2 separate regions of the Muntiacus reevesi genome follow, and region 1 is linked to region 2. The links are chromatin contacts, called in public Hi-C maps. All regions are on one chromosome and are shown on one strand. Each heading gives the region's core, a stretch centred on a gene start, on an enhancer-like site or on the middle of the called end of the contact. The rest is flanking DNA. Distances are from core to core; before and after follow the strand shown.

Region 1 (2,700 bases), core at 168-2,667, 420 kb after region 2:
TCTTTTGAGGAACAATCCCAATGAATTCAAATGTGAAGGCAAAGCAGATGAGAGAAGGATCACCTAGGCTTTTGTGATAGGATGTCTTTAAGAGACAGTCTGAAGGAGGTTTCCTTTAAGAAAAAAAAAAATCAAGGGAATGAAATTAACATTTGTAGAGAAAAACAAAAATATCTGTAGACAAATAGTCAGGGGAGAGGGAAAGGGTATCTTTAGGCTCACAGGAAAGGCTTAATCAAATATAGCAAGATCCCTAAAATGATGTACGGGGAAAAGAATAACAAACACCATATATACTGTACCCTATGTGCCAGCCACTGACCTAAATGCTCTTAAATACATTATTAATTTATCTTAAATCCTCCCAAAGTCCTATGAGGTACAGACTATTATTTTTTCCAATTTACAGATGCAGAAATAGATAAGAGAAATTTGCCTCAAGGTCCAACAGCTGGTAAAGGGAGACCTGGGATTAGAACCCAACTGTCTCTAAAGCCAGATGACAAAACCAAGAATATTCATTAGAGAGAAGAATATAAAAAAAAAATTTTTTTAATGGGTGATCTCTTGCAAAATGGCAAGAAACGCTAGAACTAATTGGGGTAGAGGGACTCTTCCCCTGAAGGCCTCTGTCCCCCCTCCAATCAAAAGAGCCCTGAGTGAGATGGAGGAGGAGCCTTCAAGACAGACAAGGTTTGGAGCTGGAGCTGTAAAGAATGGGAAAGAGCAGGGAAGAATCAGAATCAATGGCAAGTTGATGTCTGAAGCGCAAATCTTGACACTCTACGAATTATACATTCACATCTGACTTAGGATCTACTCTGTGTTAGGAAAAGAGTCTTATACCTGTAGAGATTAAGGTAAACAACTTCTCTGGGTATAACAGTGGCCGAAACAAACAAACTACATCAATGATCACCAGACACAGGAAAGACCCACTCCTCCAGAGAATCGCATCCGAACGAGTACATTCCAAGGAGAGATAGGTTTTGGGGGGGGAGGGGAAGGAAGAATGGTCGAAAGGACAATTCCAAGGAGAGAGAGGTTTTGGAGGGGAGGGGCAGGAAGAGTGGTCGAAAGGACAATTCCTACCTGCGCTAGTCCTCGCCCCCGCCACCTCCCGAATTCTCTCGAAGGACCATAGAGGGATCTGAAGTGAAAGCCCAGAAGCTGCATCCGAGGAACGCGGCTTCCTGGGGGCCCCGGACATCAGACGCACGCCAACCCCCACCGACTCCGCTGCTCCCTTCAACTCCCTGGATCCCCGGACGCAGTCATCCTCCGCTACGGGGACTACCGCGCCATGCAAACTCTTCCCAGAAGCTCCGCGCAGACCGGACCCCCAGAAGAACTTACCCGCCCCGCCTGGCCCAAAGCAGCCTGGGATCCTCTCTGGACACCCTGGTCTCCCTGCATCTCCACCAATGCCAGCTCGCTACTAGCACCCGGAGGCGGGACTGAGCGCCCACGGCCAATCGGATCGGACGCAAAGCACGTCCTCGGCGCACATTAATAGTTCCCGCCTTTGGGAGGGATTAAAAAAAGCACGGTTGGCGCCAAACTCGCGTGTTTGAGGCAGAGGGGCGGGGCCTGCCCTGGCGGGGAAGAAGGGGCGGGGCTTCGCTATGGAAGGGGCAGAACCTTGGCTGAGGTGGGGCGGGGTCCGGGAGCTCCTTCATGAAAGGGAAAAGCAATAGTTGAGAAGGCACTGTCATTTACTTAGGTCTTTGTTCTGTTAATTCGACTAATTTATTTGGTTCTGTGTTCAGTTAATTCGACTGGTTGCCAACCGCGTGCCGGACAGGCGCTGGGCGCTGAAGTGATGACGACGAGTAAGGCTGTTGTGCGCTGCCCTCAGACGCTTGACTGCAGGCTAAGCAGTTTACCCCGGGGAGCTGGTACCGAGGGGGTACCAGTCAAGTGGGATGGGAGAGAGAGCAGCGCTTTTTAGAGTCAGGCTACCAGAATTATCTCTTAGAACTTGCGGGCATCAGAGGCACCTGTAGGGTCTAACCCCCAGAGGCTGGCCCTGTGCCACTGACCGGTGGGGAAATAAAGCCAGCTTTCGCTGCTACCTCATCTAGAGATGTGATCTTGAGCCCTAGTCCTTTCCTCCTGTTTGTCCATTTTAACAGCTTGCGACTGTCATTAACAATTTATTGTATATTTTAAAGTTTTTCAAAAAGTCCTCATTTGGGTGAATATATTTAGAAAGAATACTGGTTTCCTAGACTCTCCCCATGGAGAAGGCGAGGGTACCCCACTCCAGTACTCTTGCCTGAAAAATCCCATGGGTGGAGGAGCCTGGTAGGCTGCAGTCCTTGCGGTCGCGAAGATTCGGACACGACTGAGCGACTTCACTTTCACTCTTCATTTTCTAGCATTGGAGAAGGAAACGGCAACCCACTCCAGTGTTTTTGGCTGGGGAATCCCAGGGACGTGGGAACCTGGTGGGCTGCCGTCTATGGGGTCGCACAGAGTCGGACACAACTGAAGTGACTTAGCAGCAGCAGACTCTTCCCCAACCACCGTCGCTTCTGAAGAGAAGTTAGCCAGGTAGCTTTCCAGGTAGTGGAAACTGGAAGGGTAGAAGGTGTGCAATCACAAGGCATACGTCGTTGCTTTAACATAAAAGGGTGAGGTGAGGCTGGGGAGAGAGGCTTGGATCAGACCTTGAAGCCCCATAAGAACTTGTCGCAG
Region 2 (2,700 bases), core at 33-2,532:
GCACCGCATGCAATAATACAGAATACCGCCTGTACACAAGGGGGCCAAGTTATAGGTGCTCGGGGAAACGTGGCAGAATTTCTTGGCCCTGGCAGGCGTAAAGTTGCAGGCACCAGCACTGTACTAACACAACCCCCTTTAATTGCAAATGTTCCTTCAGTCGAAGTCCTAATTACTTTCTGTAAAACCCTAACCACCATCAAGCTTTCTTCCGACAGGGCGGCCGCGCGCTGGCCTTCAGGCGCAGCAGCAACACCCTGGCGGCCTCTGGAGTGGGCGGCGGGCAGGGGGCTGGACCCCAGCAGGACTGGGGAGGCAGCCGCGAGGCAGGCTCCTGGGTGAGCTTCGCCATCGCACGCGCCCCTTTCCAACCCTGGCGTGCGGACTCAGGGGCCACCTCGGTGGGACAGGCGGAGGCCCTCCTGGAAAGGATTGCAAACTCAGTGTCAACCTTAGGTCAGAAGCTACTCTTTCTCACCCCGTCTGCTCCCAACAGGGGGACCGGTCAGCTTTGAGCGGCGCATCTTTTCCTGCCCCTTCTTGGGAAACCGCCAGCAAGCCCGGAATCCCAGGTCTCGAGGTCCCACTCCCCTTCCAGGGTCGGGCGCCCCGGCTCTGCCCGCTCCGCACGTGCCACACCAGCCATCACCTCTCCAACCTCCCCTCTCGCCCCCAGTCCCGGCCTTTCGAGGCCCCTGGGCGAGTCGCCGGCCAGGCCGGACCCAGCCAGGCGGCCAGGAGGGCCAGGAGCAGGGGGCCCTGCAGGCCGCGCGGCCGCACAAAGCGGGGAGAGCGGCGGCGGCGGCGGCGGCGTGAGGCGCGCCCCCTCCCGCGAGCAGGCCGAGCGCGCGCCCGCCCCGTGCCCCTCCGCCCCAGCCCCGAGCGCCATTCGCGGAGCGGCTTACGCTAGTCGCCGGGCGTACGGCGCCCCAGCGGCCGGGGAGGTGCGCTGCCCGGCTCCCGTAAAGTTATTGTGAATGGGGAGCGGGTGACGTCAGCGCCGAATGTCAACAATGTAGCGATTGAGAGTGTGGGCGTTCCGGGGAGAGCGCGAGCCGCGCGGCGCGGAGCAGACAGCGCCGAGCAGCCGCCGCCTCGCCAGCAGCGGCCGCGGCCACCGTGCACGCCGGCTGCGGTCGCAGCAGCGCTGAAGCCAGCGCCCGCCGCCGCCCTCGCCGCCCGCCTGCCCCTCCGCGGCCGCCGGGCTCTCGCCTTCGCCCCGGCCTCCCCTCCCCCTTCCCGCCACTCTCGGGGGGCTGGGGCGCGCTGCCATGTGATGCGCCCCCTCTCCGCGGGCTTTCGGTGACCCCCACCCCGCCCCGATCCGCCGACCGCCGGGAGGGGGCTGCGGGCCGGGAGGACGCGGGCAGGAGCAGACGGAGAGGAACGCAAAGTTCTCCGGCGAGGTGAGTCCGTGGCCCGCGGGTCCCGGGCCCCGCGGCCGGGCGAGTTGGCCGGGGAGGGGGCGCGGGGGAGCGGGCTCGCCCGGCTGGCGGGGAGGCGTGCGGAAGCGGCGCGGGAAGGAGCCGCGGCTGCCGGGCGCGCACGCAGCCGCCAGCCGAGCGCCCTGCCCGCCTTGATGGCATTTTCTAGGAACGGGAAGGGGGTGGGAGCGGAGCGGGCGGACGCACGGCTCCGGCCGTGCGCTCTCTCGCCCGGCTGTTTACGGCGGGCGAGGCGGCATTGTATTTTGCTCGCGTCGACGGGTGTTTTGGAACGGCAGGGGGAGGAGGAGCAGAGGGTAATAAGTCAGGCGTGGGGAGGGCGGGCTGGAGGGAGGCGCGCGTCCGCGCGACCGGAGCAGCTGTCAGACCCACGGCCCTGCGCTCGGGCCCCCGGCCCGCGATCGCGGTGCCAGGCCGGGCGGCCTCCTCCCAGCTCGCGGCGTCGGCGCCCGGGGCTGCTCCGCGAAGCTTTGCGCTCGGCTGTCAGCCGCCGCCGGGTAGCTGAGACTACAGCGACAGGCGGGGTATCAAAGCCCAAGTTTAGGGTCCCGGGAAGAGGCAGCCCAGGGACTCTCAGCGCAGACCTCGGGCTGCGCGCTGGGTACGATCGCTACTAGCCAAGGACCGGGTCATTGGCATGAGTCCCGGGGAGCTCGAACCGAGGGGCTCGTGCCTTCAGACAGGAAAATCTTGCACCTTCCTCTTCCACGATTCTGCATGAAATCAAAGTGCAACACACACACCTTCTTCTCCCTGCCTGCACTTCAGCCTGCACCCCCCTTTGGGCTCCACCTAGGAGAGGAGTTTATCCAGGGGACACCTCCCCGCCGCGCCTCGCAGAGGCGCCCTGTGGGGTCTCGCAGTTTCTCTGCTCTCACCGCTGAGTGCTCAGGACCCGAGCCCCCATGGAGAGGGAGGCGGTTGGCGCTCCTTGGACTACCCTGGCTGCCCGCGAGAGGGGACCCGAGTGAGCACCTAGGCGACCTCGGTTTGGCCGGGGATTTGCAAGAACTCGGGGCCGTGGGAGGAAGCGGGCAGGGCCGGGTGTGTGCGCGTGAAAGGACCGCGCGCCCCAGGCTTCCAGGGTCGCGGGCGCGCGAGGTATCTGCAGCACCGTCTCGCATGCAGCGAGTTTGATAACTTGGGAAGTTCCCGCACCGCCGTCAGCGGGTTTTGTCTGTGGCCGGAGAAGGAGCGCTTCGCAATTAGCCGGTCTGGTCACCGTCGTCTCGACGACCCGTGACCCCTGGAAACA

The links. Hi-C and Micro-C count contacts between places; a contact is called where the count stands out from the background.
Region 1: a contact with region 2 is called in a Hi-C map of blood, with 6 times the contacts expected there. The contact joins the promoter of CASP8AP2 here to the promoter of BACH2 in region 2. A contact is called at or near these places in 2 of 3 Hi-C or Micro-C datasets (blood and muscle).

What each region holds. Positions count from the first base shown.
Region 1 is chr19:56,439,997-56,442,696 of mMunRee1.1, forward strand. It overlaps CASP8AP2 (caspase 8 associated protein 2), which reads right to left and starts at 1,418. Exons shown (of 11, transcript XM_065911470.1): 1 at 1,357-1,418.
Region 2 is chr19:56,016,821-56,019,520 of mMunRee1.1, forward strand. BACH2 (BTB domain and CNC homolog 2) reads left to right here and starts at 1,283. Exons shown (of 7, transcript XM_065911689.1): 1 at 1,283-1,406.